2 separate regions of the Sus scrofa genome follow, and region 1 is linked to region 2. Evidence: chromatin contacts called from public HiChIP or PLAC-seq data. All regions are on one chromosome and are shown on one strand. Each heading gives the region's core, a stretch centred on a gene start, on an enhancer-like site or on the middle of the called end of the contact. The rest is flanking DNA. Distances are from core to core; before and after follow the strand shown. Region 1 overlaps VGLL4 (transcription cofactor vestigial-like protein 4). Region 2 overlaps VGLL4 (transcription cofactor vestigial-like protein 4).

The links. HiChIP or PLAC-seq counts read pairs in DNA pulled down with a chosen protein or histone mark.
Region 1: an H3K27ac HiChIP or PLAC-seq map of skeletal muscle shows a contact between it and region 2. The contact joins two enhancer-like sites. A contact is called at or near these places in 13 of 47 Hi-C or Micro-C datasets (adipocytes, alveolar macrophages, embryonic fibroblasts and 6 more) and 2 of 2 datasets of contacts at active chromatin or transcription factors (alveolar macrophages and skeletal muscle).

What each region holds. Positions count from the first base shown.
Region 1 is chr13:67,776,386-67,782,093 of Sscrofa11.1, reverse strand. All of the region lies in intron 2 of VGLL4 (transcription cofactor vestigial-like protein 4), which reads left to right. Among named protein-coding and RNA genes, the nearest start is that of VGLL4, 94 kb to the left of the region's middle. Within about 2 kb of position 3,238, at least 70 of the 83 cell types and tissues checked have an H3K27ac peak or open chromatin away from gene starts, as enhancers often do. A contact at or near this core is called in liver and skeletal muscle, where this site is marked.
Region 2 is chr13:67,741,616-67,746,641 of Sscrofa11.1, reverse strand. The region is part of intron 2 of VGLL4 (transcription cofactor vestigial-like protein 4); the gene reads left to right. Among named protein-coding and RNA genes, the nearest start is that of VGLL4, 130 kb to the left of the region's middle. Within about 2 kb of position 3,436, at least 19 of the 83 cell types and tissues checked have an H3K27ac peak or open chromatin away from gene starts, as enhancers often do. A contact at or near this core is called in liver and skeletal muscle, where this site is marked.

The DNA of each region.
Region 1 (5,708 bases), core at 1,989-4,488, 36 kb before region 2:
TCTTCATCCTTAAAAAAGAACCTTTCTGCCTGATTTTTTTGTGGGTAAAATAGAACCACCTCTCCAGATTTCCTGAGAACAATCCGGTTGTACTTTAACTATGACTGTATTAGCCTGTTAATGAGCTCGAGAAGCAGTGACATTTTCCAGTACACAGATTTTTTTTTAATGGATGTGGTGACCGTAACCTGAAGCCTGATCAGAATCTAGGTGAGTGTTTCTCAAACATGAGGTCTGGTGTCCCCAGAAGATGGTGGCAAAATCCAGTTTGAGAAATATCGAGCTGAATAATCGGGTGTGTGCTGGGGGGGAATGGAGAATCTGCCTTTGAGAGGTTTTCATGTTAGGGATTTTAATCACCGTATTGCTGGTTGGCCTGCCAGGTGCCAGGCTTCTGCCAGACTGACCCGCAGAGGTGCGGAAGGCATAGTCCTTGCTCCTAAAGCGTAGACTTGGTTAGGGTGGAAGCCTGGGGGCAAATGATCGCACAGAGCAGGGAGAGAGGATACAGAAGGACGGGGTGTCTCGGGACATAGGAGGCCTGTGCCCAGTCTTGTGGGAGGGATGGGTGTTTGCTGGTAGGCTGGAAAAGTCTTTTCACAAAGAGGGAATGTGTGCTGAGAAGTGAAATGATGGGAGTTTTGAGAGTAATGGTTGGTAGTTTACATGCTTGAAGCATAAGGGGCAAGTTATGGGAAGCAGGGAGGTGACAGGTCCCTCTGGAGGGGCGCTGACTGCCCAGTAGAGTTGGTGGGTGTGGCCTCCACCCTCCAGCTGGGGCCTCTCGACTGTGACTGGATGGTTTACGATCTACAGTGACGTAAAAGGACGTAAAATGGCTCAAGATGACTCTCAAGTTGCTGCAAAGGTTTCTAAGTGTTCATTCTCCTTTCCTCTATTTTTTCTCTGAGTAGCAGCCCAACGGTGTCATGATCTGTGGGAAGGACACCATGAGAGCCAGGATGTCACCACAGGTCTCTCCAAATAGAGGTCAAGGTGGTACCTGTGTCCACACAGGTGGTTGCCACTCAGATGCTGAAAACCACCTTGTAAGTGCTACTGAGTCACTAAAGGAAAGTTACTAAATATTCTCCTGGTATCTTTACCATTGGATTGTTTGAATCTGTTTAAATTCCTTTACTTTAAAACTTTTCCTTGTCAAAGTAAGTGAATAAAATGAAGTATCTTAAGGCAGGTGATTTTTTTTCCCTCTGAGATAAATGCAATGGTTGTCAACCTTAGCTGAGTGTTAGGAAAGACTGGGACTCTAAAATTGATACCAAGGCTGGGCTGTACCCCCTCAGATTAATTTGGGATGCACCCTCAGACTCAGGATTTTCCAAAGCTGTACACCAATTCTAAGAAAGCACAGTCAGCTTTCTCCCATAGGGGCACGGAAATGACTTATGAAGTTTTCCTATTGAGAACTTCTGTCAAAAAACATAAGATAACCATTGGTCTCTCAAACTATCTGTATAGTCGAATTTGAACCAGAACTATCAGTTGAATTTGAATCTGTACCTAACGATATTAAGTACAATAATATACATCAGATTTGTATACACATAATAAGAGTCTTTTTCTGACCCTCTCCATTAAGTATTTTCATTGCAATTGGTGGTATGCATACTTTTCAGTATAGCTTATTCAGATACTGGGATATGTACTCTAGCATTAATAAATGCTTATAAATTAAAGCTTGTGAACTCTTGATTTTTCTGTTGTCCACTTCACCCCTGCTATCCCAGTTACTCCTACTGCAGCAGTGATGGCAACAGTAGGGTATTGTATTAATCTCCAAGTAAGATTTGATTTGAACAACTTGTCCTGAACATGCCTATTACCCAAGATGCAACTGTTGCTAATCTTTTTACATATAAACCCTTGACATTATTTACTCGGTTCTTTAGAGTATTAAAATTGCCGGTTTTGGAGTTCCTGCTGTGGCACAGTGTGTTAATGATCCAGCTTGTCTCTGTGGAGGCCCTGATTTGATCCCTAGTCTGCCCAGTGGGTTAGGCATTGCTGCAACTGTGGTGTAGGTCACAGCTCCCACTCAGATTTAGTCCCTAGCCCAGGAACTTCCATATGCCCCCGGGAGGTGGCTGAAAAAAGGGAAAAAAAAATTTGTAAGTTTTTGGTTTATAGTATAGCACACCCCTTGATATTTTCTGAATTTCCTGATAGCATACAACAGTATCAGTATAGAAACATTTCCTATGGTGATTAGTCTATTTACAATGCCAAAAGCTAACTACCATCTCCAAAGATAAAACTATTTTCCCCCTTACTTTGTTAGCAAGTTTTTCCTGTGCTGAAGGCTCTGAACATTCAGCGATTTACTTGTTCGCTAAGCACCGCTTGCACTGGATACTGGTTATATGAAGTTTAAGCTCCCAGCCCTTCCTGTCAGGAGTGACATGGTGCTATGCTACTCTATTGGCCTCCAATACACAGACAGAACAGCTTTCCTATATGCAAAGTGAAAATAATTTTATCCCCACCCCCCCCCCCATCATTTCCAGTAGGCTTTCTGTCTTGGATACATATTCTTACTTGTTTAAGCTTCTCTCTTTCTCTTCCCCTCATTTTTTAGAAGGTTATAATATTAGTGAATAAGACACTCTAAATGTAGTTCTGGCAACTATTTTGGGAGCCACAGACCATTATTTAATCCCTGTGAGCCTCAGTTTCTGCTGCTGTAAAAAGTGATACCATCCCTGCCCAGTTTATGTGAGTTGTTTATGAGGGTTGTGAGGGAAGGTATATATAACATGGCATCAGCATTTTAAATATACAGTGAAAGTGTAAATGGACATTGTAAAATAACTTTTCAAAGAGAAAGAAAGAAAAAAAAAAAAAAGAATAAAATGTGTGGTATGTGTCCCACAGCAAAACAGTTAAGAGTTTCTGAAGCCCCAAAGTGAAGCTACACCAGAGTTAAATTCCATGGAAGTTTGCTTCCATGAAGGATTTTTGACTTTTTACTCAGGTCCTGAAAAAGCAACTTCCTGGGTTTTCTTTTCCTCCTACGGTCTCTCAGTGGCAGGGCTGCTTCCTGTCCAGAGCAGCCCTGCCCCAGCCTCTCTCTCTGTGCGGACTCTCCACCTCCTCTTTTTCTTTCAAACACTTAATACATTTAGAGCCTGATCTTGTGCAGAAAATATCCCTGACATTTGAGGAGCCCCGGGGATGCAGTGAGCATGCTCTGTGCTCCCTCCCGCTGGGAAGAGGAAGCTCATTTGCATACGAGTCATACCAGGCATAGTGGCGTGTGGGCGCCGCGGACTTGCAGCGGGCTGTGAGGGACGCGGGCGCCGCTTTGTCCTAGGAAATGTGCTTCGTGGTTTTCTTCCTTGCTCCTTCCTTACGTCGAAGAAAGCTTCATCAGGACTTCTGAAACGATTTTTAAATGCTTGATTGAGGATCCAGGACGTGTACCGTCTACAAATAAACCCTTGAAGGGTTTTCTGCAGTTCAATTTTTTGCGAGTGCGTTCTTTTTTCTTTCTTTCTTTCTTTTTTTTTTTTTTTTTTTAGCTTACTTTGTTTTGATCAGCTGAGGCTGGGCCTCCGTCTTTGTGAAGTTTCAAGAGAAGAGCCAGGAGCTACTCAGCAATAATTGCTTTTTGAAACGTACTCTTTCAGGGCGAAAGCAAAGAGCTGGTTTTCTGCGCTAGCCCAATAAATGCTATTTATGAAGATGGACCTGTTGAACTACCAGTACTTGGACAAGATGAACAACAATATCGGCATTCTGTGCTATGAAGGTAGACGTTCCCTTCTAGAAATTGCTACCCTGTTGCTTTGGTCAAGGCCACTCCTCCTTTCCGGTCCTGATGGACTTCTGTGCATTTTGTTCTCTTTCTTGGGACCTTAGCATGCCTTGAAAGGAGAGCGGTTCTTAGGTGCTGTTTCAGGACAAAGTTTGTTGTTTTGATCAGAGGCTTCAGGGGTTACAGTGGAGAGGGCGGGGGCGGGGCGGGGAGGTGTTGAAATATACATTGTTAAAAGTTTGCTTTATGCTTGCTACATACTAACTTTTCACTCTTTTAGCGTTTTTACAGTGTATTTCTTTTTTTTATTTCCGTTGGTGTTTTTTTAGAGGAAGAACTTCTAGGACCCAAGTAAAAAGTGAAACATGTCCGGTTCTCTCTCTCTCTTTTTGATACTCATTTTAAACACACACCATCTACATACAGTATTCCTGTTGTATTCCAACAGCCAGCAAGCACTTTGCATTTTCCTGTAGAGGGGAACAGAAAGTTACAGTGAGTTTTTGTTTTCGGGAGCGATTGTCCCAAACAATGAAGAATTTTTCTATTCAGTTTGGGGGACTGGGAGGGCACCCATGTCACAGAGCACAGACTGGCTCTTTGTCTGATTTACCATTTCCTGTTCAGCTCTGGGAGAGTTCTGACATTGAACGATGTTCCTCCACAGTTCCTCCACACTCTGGTCCCTTGTGGAAGTGATTGCACAACGCACCAACCAGAAAGCTAAATCCAAAAAAAAAAGGGAAGAAAAGAAAAAAAAAAAAAAAGAGCCCTGAATTCTTACTGTTTATTACCTCCTGCTAACCGTGAGGTATTTCCCCACTGTCCTGTAGTATTTCAGGCTGTCTGTTAGTAGCAAGGAGAGAAAAAGCGGTTCCTTAATCTGTTGAAACTTCATCTACGTGCGATTTGAAAAAGTGGTAATGGTCTGAGTCTGAGTCGCTGGAGACAGGGGAATTCAGCTTGGGCTTGGCAGGGGGAGTGTTTTTTTGTTGTAACCACATACAAATCGAGGTGGCATCTCCTCTCTGATTCAGCAGGAGAAGTTTTCATGTTTTTCTCTTCGCATTTTTCTTGAAAAAGAAAACACTGGGGAAACTTGGAAGGGTTATCTGACGTAGTTGTATCTTTTCACGTAAAAACTTTGGGCCTGTTGCCTAAGCAGTTGAAAACTTACCCTTTATCCTTCAAGGGAAAAAAAAAACACCCTCATTCATGTTGTTTTTTATTTAACTCTGTAGATAAGAATCTCATCTTTCAAAGTTGTTTTTTGAAGTTTTTTTTTTTTAACTCCTACTTGTTCCAGGAATGCGAATTTTGGTGAATTGCTTTCTCTGAATCTGCTGCTTCTGAAGTCACTCACTTAAAAGGCAGACTTTACAGTGGTCTAAGCAGCAGTGGACTGGGCCTGTTTCATGTGAAATTAACATATTGCAGCTAGCTAAAAAAATTTTTTTTTTTTTGGTGAACACAAAATTAAAAATTTTAAGGCCGTTTCTGTGGGATTATCTTTGTTATTGAGTAACATGATATTTTCAAAACAAACCATAATGATCAGCCCAAAAGAGGAATTTAGAGATTCTTCGGAAATAGATACCACATTAATTTTTTGTGTCAGCAGGTGGTGAGGAAAAGCTGGCAGGGAACTTGTCCAGCTTGATCTGTTGTAGAAGGTACCATGCAGGACACTGGTCGTTTTCTAGGCTCCCTCCTTAATTGGGCAGAAGAAACTTTGATTTTGAAAGTTGAGTAGATATGTAAGATGATGTGCTGTGGTCTGTTTGGTTTAAACATCTGCTGCTATTTTCCTTATTATGAGAGTTAACATTATTTTAACACCAAAATAAATACACAGGAAATGAAGAAAAGCACAGCAAAATCAGAGTGGCGTTTATAGTGGGTTGTTTATGTCCTCGTGGTTTTCTCAGTGTAA
Region 2 (5,026 bases), core at 2,187-4,686:
AATCTTTATGAATCCCGATTATGACTTAAGAATCCACAACACAACCTAACACTGAGATTTGTGCATCTTCAATTTAATTATGTTGCCATTAGGTACCTAAATTTTTTTTTAAGATGAGATGCTATATATCCATAGATGATATGTTTAGTAAATTACTTTGAGTCCTCTTACTTTGTGATCATTTCACCCAGGTTAGTACTACATAATCTATGAAGAAACAGTTTAGTTATAAAGTGAATTCAGTAGGGTGAGATTGCATAGACTTTTTTTTTTTTGACCCATAGCACGACACAGTTATTTTAAATGATACAGAACTTGATAATTTAATGAATAGCAACATATGGATGTGAATATAACTTTTTAAATTTATTTTATTTTTTTGTCTTTTTGCCTTTTCTAAGGCCGCTCCTGCGGCATATGGAGGTTCCCAGGCTAGGGGTCTAATTGGAGCTGTAGCTGCTGGCCTATGCCAGAGCCATAGCAATGCGGGATCCAAGCTGCGTCTGCAACCTACACCACAGCTCATGGCAACACCGGTTCCTTAACCCACTGAGCAAGGCCAGGGATCAAACCCACAACCTTATGGTTCCTAGTCGGATTCATTAACCACTGAGCCACGATGGGAACTCCGAATATAACAATTTTTAACTTACTTTAAAATATTGTTAGTGCTTTTCAATATCAGATTAACCTTTCTCTTTAGTTTACTAAAATATCTTAATGTGTGTCTATAGAAAGGAAATTGGGGATTGTAGACATCTTACCATTTCTTTGGGATTACTTTTTTACCCCATTTCCTCTTGCCTTCAGAGAATTACAGATGTTTAAAACCATTAGGGATTGTTTACACTGGCAGCATTGGCACTGTCTGGGTGCAATCTGGGTGAGACCCTCATCTGTCTCTGAGACCTTCCCATTTACCAGTGCTTTTCAGAGAGATCCCTGGTCTCTCGTCCTTGTGCTGAGGCACAACTTGAGTCTCTACACTTTTCCTGGTACTGAGTCAAGAAGTCCACTTGCTCTCTATGCCAGCCCATTGGTCTGCTCCCCTCCTGGGAGCAGATGTGCTCTAATCCAGACATGGCTTCCAGACGTTAGATTGCTTCCACCTCAGCTCATCCCACTAGGTTAGGTTACTCAGGATAGACCAAGTGGTGGAAGCGATTTGGTCCCAAAGTGAAGCACTTTATTCTTTGCATAAGACCCATGTTTCAGCCGTGTCCTTGCCTCTTCCATCCTCTCCTTCCTTGCTTGTTAGTTAGCTTGGGCTGCTGGAACAGAGTACCCCAGGCTGGGGGGCCTGCACAGCAGACATCCACTCTCTCATGGTTCTGGAGGCTGGACTTCGAGATCAAGGTGCCATCAGGGTTGTGTTCTCCTGAGATGCCTCCCCTTTGCCTGTAGATATCCGTCTTCATGTTCACATGGTCTTTCCTCTGTGTGTGTTTGTGTGTGTCTGTGTGTGTCTGTGTCCGTGTCCTAATCTCTTATAAAAACACTGGTCTTGGGAGTTCCTGTCGTGGCTCAGCAGATTAAGACCTGACTAGTATCCATGGGGATGTGGGTTTGATCCCTGGCCTTGCTCAGTGGGTTAAGGATCCAGCCTTGCTGCAAGCTGTGGCATAGGTTGCAGATGTGGCCTGGATCTGGCATTGCTGTGGCTGTGGTGTAGACAAGCAGCTGCAGCTACAATTCAACTCCTATCTTGGGAACTTCCATATGCCATGAGTGCAAACATAAAAAGAAAAAGAAAAAAAAAAAAAAGAACACTCCTCTTATTGTATTGGGGCCCACCCATTTGACCCTATCTCACATACAGTCACATTCTGAGTATTTGGGTTAAAACTGAAACACAGGAATTTGGGGGATACAGTTCAGCTCATAAGACTCCCTTCCTGCCCTCACCCTTTATCCCTTCATTCCTTTTGACTCTTTCTCCCATTTCCTGCCTTCAGTTGTCTTCCTCCCACTTCTTTTCCTTTAACTTGTGAAGCACTCCTGCACAGCTAGAAAGATTTTGAAAATTGGGAAATCTAAATGCCAGCTTTCTTCTTCCAGCCCTTCTCTTAATCAGCTTTGTGACTTGAGCTATTCACCCATCCTGAAACATTAATTTCCTTGGCTGTAGGATGGGAGTTATTCCTCCCCACTTTCCTTACAGGATTATAGTCAACCCAGAATAACTTCTCATATTTTTAAATGCTTTTAAGGTAAAATAGACTAATACAAGAAACAAGAAGGCTCTGACAAAGTGAATGTCTATGGATTGTTTGGAGTAGTTGAAATTCTAATTAAAATGGTATATTTTCAACTCTCCAAGTTTTACTCTGATGTTGTTAGCCTTAATTATTATTAGCAGTCACACAGGTTGTGGTTTTTTTTCTTTTTCTTCCTCTCTTTTTCTCAACAGTCTCACTGTTGCTCTAAAGAAAAGACGAGTGCTACTCCAGCCAAGCTCAGTCAGAGGTCTAGCATAGACCCCACTCTCACCCCTGATTGACTGGACAAGTGTGACCTTTGGCTGAGGTTCAGCTCAAAACATACGCTTGGGCTCTGCAAGTTTAGAGCCATGAGTCTCAAGTGATAGTGGGAAAGGTACTTTGTGTTGCACCCCAAGGGGGGATGGGAAAGGGGGCTCATTACAGAGTCGTGGAGTCGCATGTCATCCTGGTACTGCTGGCAGACACTGCGTCACATCTTTTATCTCTGCAGGCTTGCCGGGGGTTCATCATGTTGTCTAACAGCCCTCCTTTTTAAAGAAAAAAGTTGAGCAGAGTGGGAATGGGGATAGCCACAAGTTGAACTGTGTGAGGGAGGTTGACTTCCCTCTAGACTCCCCAGCTGCTAGTCCCTGAGACAATGAGGTATTCTTTGAAAGAAAATGAATAAGCCCCAGCCGCTGGGGCTGCTGCTCTGCACGTCATGAGCATGTGAGATGCGAGATGGGTTGTGAAATGTTAGTGTGCATTTGTTTTATCAGGTGCTCCCCAGCCAGCAGGGTGATGTCAGCCTGGTTGCCGTGGGCTGTGGTCAGACAGGAGATGTATCCCTTAGCCGAGTGGCTGACTTGGGGGACCAAGCTGTGGTTTTCTTTCTTTGATTTAGGTTCAGACACAATGAAGGGCTGGGGAGAAGAGTAGAACATAAAATCTTGGATTCGGCAAAGATTTAAATTGTGGCAGAAAACTCTCTCCTGGGCAAGGCAGAGGAATTTTTGTGAGTAATCCTCAAAAGTTACAGCAAGATACCCCTTAGTATCACGGTCCCTTTCCTTGTCCCATAAACACAGACATGGTCATTTCAGCCTTGTGTTGTCTGACTAATCTCCATAAAACGATAATAAATGCCATTATTTTGATTAATTTCTCCTGAGTCATGCCACAGTCTTAAATGCAGTCGCAAATCCTGGCCTGGCATTTGGCCTACAGAGTCAGTGAGGAGGTGTTGTGACGGGGAGGTGACCTGCATTCCAGTGCTGACCTCTGCTTTATCGTAGGATCCACTCATCTCTCTGAAGCCGGATCCATTGCCTCTTTTCCATGTTGAGGGCCTTGGCCTCCACCAACCAGCTCTATAAAAGCCACGTCTGCGTTTTGTGGACCAAATTGCATTTATCCCGGGCTTCAGCTGACTCAGGACCACTTTCTTGTGTTGGAATATAAGTCAGTGAAGCCAGGACACTGAGACTGAGAAGGGTGCTTGATTTTTAACTGAATCTCCCTCAGTTATGAGGTAAACTGTCAGTTGAGGGTACTCTTTCTCCCACCATGTGAAGTGTGTCCTATCAGAGTTGAGTATTTCTCGACCAGCAATTCTTGGAAGATAAACGTTATGTTGAAGGCAGACTTTGAGAGCCGAAGGTAGGCAGTCAAGATGAGCTCATCGAACCACTTAATGTTACAAATGAAGAAGCCAATCCTAGAGAGACAGGTGCTGTTCTGAAGGCCTTCCAGTTAGTTTCTGTATCAGATCCAGGCTAAGATGAACCATTGTGTCATGTTCCCAAAGAAAGAAGCAGTTCTATCAACATGTGCCAGTTGATTACAGACAAGCTTCAGTGTTAGCTATTTTATAATGTAGGAAATAAGGAGTCTTGGACTCTTTTAAATACGGCAAGAACAGGATTTTGTAATAAGGCTACAGACTCCTGGGTCAGATACCCCCACCTGCTTTTCCATTCTGACTTTGAAAGCAGAATTTTCTTACAATATTTTGCCAGAATCATTATATAGCACATCATATAAGGCTAAGTGGTTTTCTTTTTCTTTCTCTGTTAAGCTTTTTTTTTTTTTTTTTTTGCTGAAATTAATATATGCTGATTCTTATGAAGAAATCCTTGTTCATCTTCAATTGGGAGAAGTATTTAAGGACTTTTTTTTTTCTTTGTATGGTCGCACCTGTGGCAAATGGAAGTTCCCGGGCTGGGGTCGAATTGGAGTTGCAGATGCCAGCCTACACCACAGCCACAGCAACACAGGATTCAAGCTGCATCTGTGACTTATGCTGTAGCTCACAGCCATGCTGGATCTTTAACCCAGTGATCGAGGCCAGGGATCAAACCTGCATCTTTACTGACACTATGTTGGATTCTTAACCTGCTGAGCCAGAGTAGGAACTCCTTAAGGACTGTTTTTGATCCTTATACTAGAACTGCCACCATGACCAAAGACAGCAATTGAGTAATTTTTTTGTATCCCTTAGGCATTGTTCTTCTGTAACACATACCTGCGGAAAATTATCTTCATTTAAAAGGCCAAGTACATTTTAAAAGTTGAGCTTCTTTAGTTAGAATTGTGAGTTTTAAAAAAGTGAAATAGGCAATTGTAGCTAAGCCAACTGGAGAAACCGAAAATACTGGGTTCCCCAGACAGTCCAACTCTCCCTCCTCCAGTTTGTTCTTGACAAAGATCTTTTCTCCTTTTTCAATTACCAAGCCCTTGTGAGATTTAGATTACATTAGTACAAAAGAACAAAGTCTTTTGTACACCCATGATAAGTTCCTTTTGGTGTGTATTTTTTTCCCTTC